3 separate regions of the Mus musculus genome follow, and all the other regions are linked to region 2. The links are chromatin contacts, called in public Hi-C and HiCAR-type maps. All regions are on one chromosome and are shown on one strand. Each heading gives the region's core, a stretch centred on a gene start, on an enhancer-like site or on the middle of the called end of the contact. The rest is flanking DNA. Distances are from core to core; before and after follow the strand shown.

What was found. A called contact is a pair of places that touch in the nucleus more often than the background predicts. HiCAR-type assays count read pairs that join an accessible place to other places.
Region 1: a HiCAR-type map of astrocytes shows a contact between it and region 2, with 1.9 times the contacts expected there. The contact joins two enhancer-like sites. A contact is called at or near these places in 2 of 484 Hi-C or Micro-C datasets (cerebellum and cortical neurons), 3 of 115 datasets of contacts at active chromatin or transcription factors (astrocytes, embryonic fibroblasts and embryonic stem cells) and 2 of 9 other capture datasets (embryonic stem cells and embryonic tail).
Region 3: a contact with region 2 is called in a Hi-C map of adipose-derived mesenchymal stem cells, with 3 times the contacts expected there. The contact joins two enhancer-like sites.

What each region holds. Positions count from the first base shown.
Region 1 is chr11:18,113,012-18,117,520 of GRCm38.p6, reverse strand. No RefSeq gene overlaps it. Among named protein-coding and RNA genes, the nearest start is that of Gm12018, 19 kb to the right of the region's middle. Within about 2 kb of position 1,655, at least 26 of the 459 cell types and tissues checked have an H3K27ac peak or open chromatin away from gene starts, as enhancers often do. A contact at or near this core is called in astrocytes, where this site is marked.
Region 2 is chr11:17,465,989-17,470,570 of GRCm38.p6, reverse strand. No RefSeq gene overlaps it. Among named protein-coding and RNA genes, the nearest start is that of Gm31268, 140 kb to the right of the region's middle. Within about 2 kb of position 1,565, at least 62 of the 459 cell types and tissues checked have an H3K27ac peak or open chromatin away from gene starts, as enhancers often do. A contact at or near this core is called in adipose-derived mesenchymal stem cells and astrocytes, where this site is marked.
Region 3 is chr11:18,069,320-18,073,942 of GRCm38.p6, reverse strand. No RefSeq gene overlaps it. Among named protein-coding and RNA genes, the nearest start is that of Gm12018, 24 kb to the left of the region's middle. Within about 2 kb of position 2,807, at least 30 of the 459 cell types and tissues checked have an H3K27ac peak or open chromatin away from gene starts, as enhancers often do. A contact at or near this core is called in adipose-derived mesenchymal stem cells, where this site is marked.

The DNA.
Region 1 (4,509 bases), core at 406-2,905, 650 kb before region 2:
GTGTCTCCTGGAGTTTTATTCTGCCAATCACTGCCTATTTCTTAATGCTGCACTTGAATCTTTATACTGAAACCCCTTAAGATAAGAAAGAGGATCACAGATCTTGCTGAATAAGTATTAGTGTGTGAGTGGTTATGATCCATATAGTCTTGAGGTTTAAATCAAATTTCATATTGAGTTTGAGCATAATAATTATAATGATGCCGTGAGGTGGGCTGTTATAGTAACTTTTATTTGCCTGACATATTTGTCATCTTGGAGGCTTACTAACTCCATCTACTAACCTAGTTTTAGTCCTAGAAGCATCTAGCCTCCATACAATCTGATCTGAACCTCATATTTTTTCAGCCTCTGAGACTTACTGATGAATACAATCATCTTTTTTAGTTCTTTCTGAACTCTGTTGGTTGGTTTAACTCAGATGCTCTGGGTCAAACTCTTCTCCTAGATGGCTTCTCAAATTGGCTTCTCTCTCTGCATCTGACTGGGTTGCTCTACTTGTCCTCAAAGTAACTCAGGCAATCTGTTCTAACCTTCTGGCTCCTTCTCATTCTCTGGCTCATTCTGTCTTCACCTGTGTCTAACTTGTTCTCTGTCCAATCCATCTCTGTAAAACTCTCCAAGTATGTCCTCCTCTCTGTGCTACTCTTTTAAGATGCCCTTCCATCCTGTCTCTTGTGAGAGGTGGGCATATCCTATCTCTAACACATTCTGTCAAATCTTTCTCTGATTCATCATTTTGTCTGCTCCTCAATTAGAAGTTACTTTCAAACATGGGTGCTTCCTTCTTACAACTAACTTTACCTTCATTGTTTGGGATTAAACATGTGTACTAGGGTGTGTCTGTAATCCAGCCAGAGCAGCCCTATTGCTGGATTAAAACTCCTCTACAGTTGCCCACATCTCAACATGCCCAACAAAGTTAGCAAAAGTGTCTGCATGGCTTGTAGCATACGGGGCCCTCATTTTGCAGAAAAACATTCACTACTCAACTGACAGAATCCTACATGGATTCAGACATAGAACACTGCTCTTTTAACTGGTTTAGCAAAGGAAAGCACACTTTGCACAGATCTATTAATCCCTCCTAACTTGCCCTGATTAATGTGAAGTATAAGTTCAGCTTTCTCAAGAGAAGAGAAGTAGCCAAGTCTGCTGAGGAAAGTAAGATGTGTGTATTAGTTGCTGGGTTCATAAGGAGTGGGTGCTATAAATAAACTGGAGAACTAGTGAAAACAAATCTCCAATCTGTCTAGCATGAAATACACATGCATTCATATTCGCATTCAACCCACTGCACTGACCCAAGGTTTTCCAAAGGGAAAACCATTAAGGACAGAGCAGGAAGAGACTAAGAACTGGCAATCGCTAGTGACATGTTTACTAAATATGCTCTGAAACATTAAACATAGCATTAAAAAGTAGAGAAGCCAAAATATAATTTTTCGAGGCGGGAAGCACTGACTCAAGCTTAGACTCTCATATGTCTTTCCAGCACTTTGTAGCACTTGGCTTCACAACCGGAGTTCAGCCAAATGAATCTGCATCTTTGGAGTCTCCAGGCAACGCCCAAATTGGCATTTCTGTCACAGGAGAGCTAGCCAGGAAAACCCTTTTGGAAAGGAACCGTTGGCTAGAATCATTCTAGCACCATCCAGACATCATAGTCAATTACAAACACACAAGACTAACCTGACAGCCAGCTCTGTAAGTAGTAGACACTAGACATCCCCAGGGACTTGGCTTGGCTCCAGTGAGCACTCCCTGCGACAAGAACCCTTTTATGCAAGACACTCCAAGGATTCGGCAGACTGCAGTGAGTGCACAGTCGCCATTCTACTACCCACCCTCAGAAATGCCAGGCTTCTCTGTAAACCAAGCAAGTAGAAATGCCTGGCATTAAGGTCATTTCCAACATTTAAAATAGACAAATACACTCCTAATCACATCTCCATTTCCCACCCATCTGGCACTAAATTTTTTCAGATGGTAGCCAAGAAAAAAGAAAGGAATTTCTTGAAAACCCTTGTCCCATGACTTAGGCGAATGAAAAGATATAGTTCTCTTTAGAAGCTTTTGTTACTGTTCTGATTTTTTTTCTTTCCCCTACAAGAAGTTCTTTGGCAAAAGGCAGAAAGTTTGATCATGAGTATTCAGATTTCTGCACAATAGATTAGTCAAATGATGTTACAGGAAGCTATTTGTATTTACAGTGGGACTGTGGCCTGAAGGATCAGGCTTCTTGGAAAAGTGGAGAAAAAAAGTGTTACACTACTAAATATTGACTGTCTGAACACCTTGAGAAGAACGCCATGCCTCCTTCCCTCACATGGGTGTGACCTTGGCAATGGGACTTGTTAAAGGAAAAATCAGATCAATGACTTGATTAGTCACACTACTCCAGAGCCATCAATAAGGTACCCATCAATAGTCACGACTTGGTCAATGTCAGTCTGCTCAATTGAGCTAGATCCCTGTGACAACAGTTAACATGGAGGTTTTTCCATATGCAGGCCACTATTCAGATTGCCACTACATGTGGATCTTGGCTCTGAAGAAGAGCTTAAGGAGGCTCATGTTTCCCCTTATTCTAGCCATGAACTCTTTTGTTCAAGGAGGTCAGAGACTCAGGTGTTAATCCTGGTGAAATGCTAGGGAGCTTTCCCCAGTCTTCCTCAGACAGAACCATAATGTGGGCCTCTAACTAGCTTTTTTCTCAAGAAGAAACACTTTCTTTCTATAATAAATTCTTTTTCTTTTCTTGAAAGATTATCCAGAAATTATAACAGCTTCACATTCCAGTGATCGTTGGCATTTCTCACTTGGAAACCGTTCTCAAGTAACATTTTCTTACTTGTATTCCAATGTCATTTTACACAATGCCCTTGGAAGCTTAGATTCTAAGAACATGTGTCATGCAAGATACTCCCTCTTCAGCATGCTAAAGAGTCCTGTGGCGGAATACCAAGGCCTCCCTTCCCATTCTTACTAATCCTGGAGGAAATCTGAGTCCAGAAAGAAAGGGCCCCTAATAGAGCGACCTTTCTGAGGCTTGACATCTGCCCCCCGGAAAGCGTCTCCCGTACTCAGTCTAATCCACCTGGAGGCTCCTCAGCTTGATGGAAGGTCGTTTTTAAAAAGCCATTAGATTGAGAGCCTTGTCTTAGATTCAAAGCTTGTAGGCTGCTGAGGATGATGAGGCGGGGGCAAAGAGAAAGGGAAGTATTTTGTTTTTCAGGTGCAATTCTCAAGACACTTTTTAGGATGAGCTCTTGTCCAAGAACAACTTTATTGGTATGAAAGTCAAGGTAAGGCTTCCTAATAGGAAGGAGGCTTCTGGCTTCCCAGAGTGATGTAATGGTGAACATAAAACTCACCTCACTAACAAGAACCAAGAAGCTCAATTCTTGAAATTCACAATCCACAGAGGATCAACAGCTTCTATTCTGGATATCTTAAAGGTGACTGTCCTAAACCACCCCTCTGTCTGCGGTGATGAAACCTTGGACATCCACAGTTATGTGGATGTTTGTAGCTGTATGTTTCTTACAGCAACTAAGGCGAAAACCTAAACTTCAAATTGAACTGGCTTTTTGATTTATGTCCTCGGCCAGAGAAGCAAACCCAGATGGAGTTTCCGACAATAATGGAGTCATGTCTCTCCAAGGAGAGGGAGGGAGGAAGAATAAAAGGAAGGATGAGAGAGAGAGAGAGAGAGAGAGAGAGAGAGAGAGAGAGAGAGAGATTGAGTAATAGGATAATTGTCAGGATCACTAAAAAAATCCAACTGTTAGGAAAATTAAAGGAGTTCAAAATGTAAGCTTTATAAAAAGAAAAAAAATCTGTAAAGTGGGAATTAAGATTCCTATGTGCTCCCCAAATTCATTTGAGAGAGAAATTACTTACATGTCTAATGAAAGAAAAGCTTGCTCAATTTTAGTAATTTTCTGGTATTGGGGAATTTCTTGTATGGAAAAATATTTGCCATTAATCAACAGCTTACTGTTTTCTCTCTCACATATATGTGATCTGCTTATAGATATATACACTATGTTCATCATTATTGTTCTTGTGGCAATCTGGAAATACTGTAGCCTCTAAAGTGGATCGATACATGAATATTAAAACTTGTGAAAACTAGTTGAGGGAAAGGAAATAATGTGTACAATCCTGATCATAACAAAATACTATTCTGACAATAATGAAATCTCTGACAAACACTCACAGCAAATATCTTAGCTTCATGTTTTCCTAAAGTGATAGCCTAGAAAGATCCTGACTTATACAAGGTTGCCCTGCCAGAAAGCTGTGATTGACAGCTGACTCCCAATCTCATACTTCTCTAGTAGAAATACTTCATTTGATCTCAATAGGACACATTCCAGAAAAACTAATAATGTCTTCAGATGTTGTGTGATCAAATGATTGGTTTTTGCCACACTTCCATTCTTTTGCCAAAAGATGCCTATATTTTTCATGATCTAAAAGAGAGGTCATTTTACTCACTGA
Region 2 (4,582 bases), core at 316-2,815:
ACTCTTCTATACCTATTATCCTTAGCTTTGGTCTTCTCATTGCATCCTGGATGTTTTGTTTTAGGATCTTTTTGCATTTTGCCTTTTCTTTGATTATTGTGTCAATGTTTTCTATAGTATCATTTGAACCTGAGATTCTCTTTCTTTTCTTGTATTCTGATGGTGATGCTTGCATCTATGGCTCCTGATTGTTTCCTAGGTTTTCTATCTCCAGAGTTGTCTCTTTTTGTGATTTCCTTATCTTTGTGATTTCTTTTAGTTTCTACTTCCATTTTTAGATTCTGGATGGTTTTGTTCAATTCCTTCACCTGTTTTGTTGTGTTTTCCTGTGATACTTTAAGATAGTTTTGTGTTTCCTCTTTATGGGCTTCTAGCTGTTTACCTGTGTTCTCCTGTAATTCTTTGAGGGATTTTTGTGTTTCCTCTTTAAGGGTTTCTACCTGTTTACCTGTGTTCTCCTCTATTTCTTTAAGAGAGTTGTTTACGTACTTCTTAAAATCCTCTATCAGCATCATGATATATGGTTTTAAATCCACATCTTGCTTTTCTGGTGTGTTGGGGGAATCCAGGACTTGCCGTGGTGGGAGATCTGTGTTCTTATGGTGCCAAGTAATCTTGGTTTCTGTTGGTAAGATTCTTGCATTTGCCTTTCTCAATATGGTTATTTCTGGTGTTAGATGTTCTTGCTCTCCCTGACTGGAGCTTGTTCCTCCTGTGGGTCTGTAAGCCTATGTCAGCACTCCTGGGAGACCAGCTCTCTCTTGGTGGGACCCATGCACAACGGGTTGTGGAACAGCCTCAGCTCCAGGGTACAGATGGCAGAGTGGAAGGATCATGTCCAAGCTGCTTCACTGATCTTGCACCCCATGTGCTCCTGGCCCGCTCCACTCCACACAGTTATTGGAGAGAAAGTGGCTGTCTCACCTCCGAACTCAGGAGTAAAAACACTCCTAGGAAAACAGGTCTCCCCTGGCAGGACCCATGCACAGCAGGCTATGGAACAGCCTCAGTTCACAAGTGCAGATGTCAGACTGGTCTACTTTGACTTTCTGTTGCCATGATAAACACGGCAACCTCAGAGGTCATAACTTCCAGAAAGGGTTTTATTTATGCTGCTAGTTACAGGTCAGAGTTCACCCTTTAGGGACTTAGTCAGAATATGAACTGAAGCAGAAACCACCCATAGGAAATGCTTCTTACTGGTGTCACTCACTAGCTCACTTGCTTGGATAGTTTTTATCTCAGCCCAGATCCACTTACCTAGGGAATGGAGCTACCCACATTGGGCTAGGCTGTCCTACATCAATCATCAATCAGAAAAAATCTCCTACAGGCATTGCTTCAGGCCATTCTGATCTGGGCAATTCCTCAGTTTAGGTCTGTCTTCCCAAATGACACTAGATTGTGTCAAGGTGACAACAAAAAAATCTAACCAACACAACACCCTGCCTACAGTAGTGAAATCCAACTAAAAGAACCAATTAGAAAGCACAGGCATGCAAAGCACATACCATCCCAGCCCTGCTACAATTCTAGCCTATGATGTCACCAGCCTCTTGATTAAGGCCTAGGATGTTTCCTGCCTGGATGATGATTCTTCCTTGGCCCCATGCCTTGAGCTCTTAACTCTGCCTCTGAGTCACCTTTTTCCACAGGAAATGAGCTATTTTTTAGATCCCTACCTCAAAGCAATCATATTAGGAGTCTTTCAATAGATTCTGAATCTAATAATGTTTGAATAAGTAGACAGATCCATACATACATAGAGAAAGATAATATACATATATGTGATACGTTTTACTTATCTACTGAAATGGGCACTGTCTTGCATATTGTGCTGTCCTGCTGCCTTTTATCCTTAATTGTTTGTCTTGAACATTATTTACTAAAAACACATGTAAATCTACCTCTGACTCACCCACCACTACCACTTTGTGAGTCATATCCCATTTTTGAGAAACTTTACTTAGCTGGGTGTCACATAATAGCTCTCTAGTGAACTGTACTTCCATAGTCCTGGCCTTTTTCCTTCTAACTCTCACACAAAAGTAAAGAGCAATTAAGCAATTTTGATGTTTACTGCTTGCCAGACTTTATTCTGAGATGTAACAAGTGAAACTCTCGTAACCTTTGCAATGCCTGGCGATGTAGGTGTCAGTGGGTTATGTGTGAGTCTCTGGGGTCACCCAGCTAGAAATAACAGAGGTGGGTTCAAATAGGCCCTCTGATGTAAGGCCCAAGTTCTTTGTTGATTCATTATGTACCCTAAGCACTGTGCTCTCTAATGAAGTCTTTCATATCTATTCATGTCTACATCTCATTAGAATTATGTTGATATTTTCAAGCCCTCTAGTAGACCTGCAATAAATATTCATGAACTGGATGATGCCAAGTTCTGAACAACCTGCCAGGGGTCATTCTACCACGTATATTATCTAGCATTTTAGGGGTTTGGTTTTTATCATTGTTTCGACAAAATACCTGTCCAAAACAATAATAATAATATAAATTTATGGAAGAAGGAGTTTATTTTGACTTACACTTCAAGGGAATCCATTCCCTGATGGCAAGGAAGGCATAGAGGAAGGAGTAGGAGGCCAACTGATCACATTGCATTAGCAAGCAAGAAATAGGGCCAGGCTATGCAACTCAAGGCCCACTCCTAGTGACCCACTTCCTCCAGCAAAACTCCACCTCCTAAACGTTGTTCCCTGAACAACTCCACCAACTGAGGACCAAGTGTTTGAACACATGAACCTTTGAGGGGATATTTCACTTTCACACCACCTCTTTCTTAAGCCAGAAATTTTGAACTGATTGTTCTGTGTTTATTGTGGAGGAGACTGGATTGGAAATAATTAGGAAGTCACATCTGAACACAGACCTATCTGATTCTAACGCATGACCATATTGTTAGTTGTAATGTCAACTGTCACAAAGTATAATCACCTGAGTAGGGCTCCTCTCCTAGAGAAAGGCCCTGGTTGTCTTCATTAATCCAAGCATAGCGCCCTCCCATGGATTGTTGGTAGCCACTGTCTGGTAGCAACCTAGGTAAAAAGAGTAGAGCAGAAGGAAGATCATAGTGTCACTTGCTAGTTCAACTCTGCCTCTTGCTGACCAATGATTTACACTGTTTCCAAGGATAAGGGCTCCTTCACTGATATCAGAAGAGTACAGAACTGTGAAATGCCACCTTCTGAGCATGACAAAGGCATTGTCATCATGATCACACAATAAAAGTGGCTGCCTGCACTGGCCCTACATAAGACTAGGCATGCCAGCAGTCAATCACGGATTGGGTAAGGACTCATAAGACCTACCCCCTCGGTGGTGAACGACTGTCCATTAATAGATTGTGTGGGAGGCATAGTCAGGTGCTACCTTCAGTTACATACTGATGAGCCCAGCTGGCTGCAATGGATAGTTCCAAACCCATGGTCACACAGAATAAGTTTAGAGGGGCACAAAACAAAACAAAAGCCACAAATGTGGGGAAAGGAACTTGTAAAGAGGAGGAAAAGTTGAAAAGGGCAGTAAGGAGAAAAGAGAGGGTGGGGAGGAGAGCAACCAGAATACTGTATACACGTATGTAATTGCCAAAAAAAAACCAAATTAGTAAAATTTTGAAAAAGGAAAAGCAGACAGTGAATCACTTCTGATGATGATAGTGCCTGTGCTGGTGGTGCCAGTGCTGGTGCTGGTGGTGCCTGTGCTGGTGCTGGTGGTGCCTGTGCTGGTGGTGCCTGTGCTGGTGGTGCCTGTGCTGGTGCTGGTGGTGCCTGTGCTGGTTCTGGTGGTGCCTGTGCTGGTGGTGCCTGTGCTGGTGCTGGTGGTGCCTGTGCTGGTGCTGGTGGTGCCTGTGCTGGTGGTGCCTGTGCTGGTGGTGCCGGTGCTGGTGGTGCCGGTGCTGGTGGTGCCGGTGCTGGTGGTGCCTGTGCTGGTGGTGCCTGTGCTGGTGGTGCCGGTGCTGGTGGTGCCTGGACTGGTGGTGCCTGTGCTGGTGGTGCCGGTGCTGGTGGTGCCTGTGCTGGTGGTGCCTGTGCTGGTGGTGCCGGTGCTGGTGGTGCCTGTGCTGGTGGTGCCGGTGCTGGTGGTGCCGGTGCTGGTGGTGCCTGTGCTGGTGGTGCTGGTGCTGGTGGTGGCGGGGCTGGTGGTGCCTGTGCTGGTGGTGCCTGTGCTGGTGGTGCCGGTGCTGGTGCTGCCGGTGCTGGTGGTGCCGGGGCTGGTGCTGCCGGTGCTGGTGGTGCCTGGGCTGGTGCTGGTGGTGCCGCTGCTAGTGGTGCCTGTGCTGGTGGTGCCGGTGCTGGTGGTGCCTGGGCTGGTGGTGCCGGTGCTGGTGGTGCCGGTGCTGGTGGTGCCGGTGCTGGTGGTGCCTGTGCTGGTGGTGCTGGTGCTGGTGGTGCTGGTGCTGGTGGTGCCGGTGCTGGTGGTGCCGGTGCTGGTGGTGCCTGGGCTGGTGGTGCCGGTGCTGGTGGTGCCGGTGCTGGTGGTGCCTGGGCTGGTGGTGCCGGTGCTGGTGGTGCCTGTGCTGGTGGTGCCGGTGCTGGTGGTGCCTGTGCTGGTGGTGCCTGGGCTGGTG
Region 3 (4,623 bases), core at 1,558-4,057, 600 kb before region 2:
CTGTAAGAAAGTTCAGTGGATAAAATCACTAGCCACCCGGGAGCCTGATATGGCTGTCTCCTGAGAGGCTCTTCGAAAGCCTGATAAAGACAGAGGTGGATGCTTGCAGCCAACCATTTGACTGAACATGGGGTCCCTGATGGAGGATTTGGAGAAGAGACTGAAGGAGTTGAGGGAGTTTCAGCCCCATGGGAGGAGCAACAATGTCAAGGGGCCAGACCCCCACAGCTCCCAGGGACTGGACCACCAACCACAGAGTACACATGGAGGGATTCAGGGCTCCAGTCACATATGTGGCAGAGGATGGCCTTGTTGGACATCGTGGGAGGAGAGGCACCTTAGGCCTGAGGGTGTTCAATGCCCCAGTGTAGAGGAATGCCAGGCCAGGAAGGTAGGAGTGGGTACCCTCATAGAGGCACGGGAAAAATGGATGCGATAGAGGGCTTCTGGAGGGGAGACCTGAAAAGGGGATAACATTTGAAATGTAAATAAAGAAAATATCCAATATAAATAAATAAATACTCAGCCACCAAGCCTTCCCAGGTCCCATAGTGGAAGGCTAACAACACTTGGCTTATGACCGTTATAGGAACAGCCCACTATGGGACACATGCATACACACACACACACACACACACACACACACACACACACATGGAGAGAGAGAGAGAGAGAGACAGAGACAAGACACAGAGACAGAGAGAGGTAGAGAGAGACAAAGAGAGACAGAGAAAATAAAATTAAGTTTAAGCAACCCTTTTTGGAAATAAGACTATACTTTAAAACTCAAATTTATGTTCCTAACTAGTAAAAATGGACAGCCATCACTGCTGATAGAACAAAATAACTGCTATTTTTATATATAACCAAAATATATAAATGTCTACATTTTTATATCCAATTTTGCCTTGCCAGAATAGGCTATTATGGTGCCAGGACACAACATTTTTTCAGAATGACTAATTATTAAATAAGAAATTAAGAAACACATAGCTTCATTTCTTTGAATTTAACTTTTCATCTGCAACATGAAACAATTGAATTAATTTGTATGTCAGTCCCCCACCCCCTCCTTTTTTTTAACCTAAAATTGTTTTATATTTCTAAATTCCTATTCTAAGTTTGTGCTTGCATAGTTACCCAAACTGTTTGGGTGGATAGGCCAATGGTGGTCTAAACCACCCACTCACCACACACACACACACACACACACACACACACACACATACACACACACACACACATACACACACACATACACACACACACACACACACACACTCACACACACTCACACACACACACATACACACACACACACACACAACTCCAAGCAAGAATGGGATGTTTGTGACTTACTTTCCCTTGCTGTGATGAAGCAGCATGGTCAAAAGCAACCTGTGGAAGGAAGAGTTTATTTTGGCTTGTAATTCCAGAAAGATAAGAGATATGGTGGGGAGACATGGCATGAGTAATCATGGTGAAGAGGCATGACAAGGCAGCAGAAGCAGGTGGCTGAGCAATCAAATCTCAACCCCAAGAACAAAGGAGAGAGAGAAGTGGGTAGAAGCTTCGAATTCTCAAAGCCCACCCCCTTTGGCCTACTTCTTCCAGCAAGGCTGCAGCTCCTCCTAACCCTTTCCCACATTGCCACCAACTGGGGATCAAGTACTCAAATGCCTAAGCCTAAAAGAGACATTTCTCATTTGAGCCACCATGACACTGTATCATATTTAACCACACACAGTCAATTTAAAATGTGTAGTGTGGACACCACAGTGAATGCAAGAAGAACCCATGAAATGGTCTCATCTGAAAAGGGAATACAGGACCCAGAGTTCTATGTGAACTGCCTATTTCCAGTCCCAGTAGTTGCCTTCCATCAAACAATGTCATGAGCTACCCTAAAATCAAATGGAAGTTAACGTGTAAGAAAGGAGAAACCAATTCCAGGCTAGCTCTTTTGTAATATAATCAACATTGCACTTACGATGATTTTAAAATTTGAAGTTGAATTCCATCTCTTTTTTTTTTTTCCATAAAACTCAAATGGGAGAAAGCACGAGAGCTTAAGGAGATGGTTCCTATGTGTTTCCTGCTGGGACACACGGTAGAGATGACTGGAAGCTAGGACTGTTGGTGCAAGGTATACCATTATTTTATGCAAAGATAGGAAACCCAGACATAACAACTCCTGCTTTGACTTGTGATGCTTGCCTCCTTCTGACCTGCCTTGCTGTCTATAAGCACACCTTCCTTTTTTCCAAGCATCTGATTGGCTGCTCCTTTTGTCACATGTTTTGTTCCACCAATATCACACTTAGTGCATGTTTCTCTGCACTCCTGCCTTTCTTGCCTGCAAGAGTAGTTTTGCTTCAGTGATAAGTAGCAATGTATTTTGTTAAAGATACTTTCAGAGAAGCAGCACCATGTATACAGCGCAATGCATATCATGCCACTAAAGTTAAAAAAAAACAAACAAACAAAGACAACAACAACAACAACAAAAACATGTACAGCTATAGCCAGGATCAATAATGTACAGGTAGTGACTGCTACTATCACTGCCACATGTCCAAAAGTAAGCATAAAACATTGATGAGAAACCACATTCCAATTTCAGAGATGTAATAAAAAAAAATACAATGAGGATCATACCATAGGATGTTCACTTCATCTGTGGCAACCAGTTTGAGGAGCTCATGTGTCTCTTCCCAGTGAAGCTCCCCAAGGGGCAATAGCACTAGCTCAAGCACACCTACACTCAGTGACTTCAGCATGACTCACCGGTGGCTCAAGGCCTACAGGGAGGGCTCCCGGATTTCTGCCAATAAGCTTGCATGTGACTAGTTGTGATTCGGTGGATTTGAAGCATATGGCAATATGGCTACTTGCCACTGGCTTTGTGGTATGCTAGGCCAAAGCTGAAGAATCCCCTTCTGTGTTCACTTTCCTTCTGTTTGTTTGAAGTTCCTTTTCTAAGAGAGTTAAAAATCTCTGCTCTAGTCTTTACTTGAATTGTCAAAGTGGATAGAGGATATCACCATCTAACTTGTCAATCTGCCCTTCAGACAGTAATAACTCAACTCTTCCTATCCCTATCTATCTAGGACAAAACCAAAATCATATTTCCAGTCCTGTGTCTTCTTGTTGGCTCGAGCTACACAGGCTAACAGCTTTGGTCAGTTTGAGTCAGTACCACAGCCCCTGCTCCTTTACTTCCTGAAGGATGGTAACTCATTTTCTTATTGACCTTGAGTGAGCAAGTCATCAGATTTCTCACAGCAAGTCCACTCTGTTTCCTACTTCAGAGCTTATTCATCCTCAAGCTCTCTGGTCTTTATCTGGAAAATGCACTGAAATGCTTCTGCTACATGTATTTATTGTAAATATGTCCCTAAAACTGCACATGATTTAAGTGTGTGGCTGGTTTTAGTTTCTAAATGAATATATAAAATAAACCTGTATACAACTGGATAGCTTCCAGACCTGTGTGTTGTGCATCAGACCTTCAGTTATAGCTTCACCTGCACGAATCAGCTCATGAATGTAAACTACAGTTTCCTCTTTCCGTCGGGTTCCTGGGGAAGTCTATTTGATTTCATTTGGAAACCTGTGGATAATGTTGATTCTCCACTTCAAAACCTTCAATATAAATAAGACGAAACATTAGATATGACTCAGTCCTCAGAGCCACTCATTCATTCTTCGTTCACCCATTCAGTATGATCCATCCAGTATGAGCCTACAGTATAGCAGGGAAAGTCATCTATAAAGACAATTACAGTGCAGTACATTATGTCGAATGTAAAGATACGCTTAAAGCATCAGGACGCACAAAGTCTGTGTATCACTCTGACATCTTCAGAAGCTGCAACCCACCAGAAACAAGCTCCCCGTTATCAAGTTTGACATTCTGAGTGGCTATTGAGGAGAGACAGATGGTGTTTGACCACAACAAAGGGGAACTGAGGAACAGAAGGCTTTGTTTACACTCCAAGTGAGGAAATGGAGGGTTAAAAAAGTAATCACACCAACGCAAAAAGAGGAGGACGATAGCAAAGTATCAGGACTGCAGCTGGATGAATAATTGATGAGCTGATAGCCTTACCGAGCATCTCATTAATATGATGCTGCGGGTTCATTAAGCACTACTCCAGGCTTGTCTTAGAGGGGCCTCCTGAGTCTTGATTAGAGATTGTGTGGCTTTTGCTTCGACATCAGAACTTTGGGTTTTAGGTTCTGACAACTGCTGCTTACACTTCTGTCCTTTACCCTGGCACCTTTTGGAAGCTCTGCTCTATTCCCCCTCACTAATCATGGGCTTCTAACCATGACAGTCAGTCCTAGTAAATAATATATCAAGATAAATGATAATTGTTCTCTTTTAAGTGTCTCCTAATGAGCATCATAAATTAAAAATTAATATTGCAAAGACTGTATGAATAGCATCAAATCCATAAACAAAGCAGCGGGTATCACGCTTGCAAATGAAAGCTAAACACCTCCCTTGTCCTCTTTATCATTTCCCACCCCTACCCACCCTCCCCCACCTCCCTTACCATCTCTATCCTAGATTTTCAGAACTCAAAATTAAGCTACCAGGAAATTACATCGCAAACA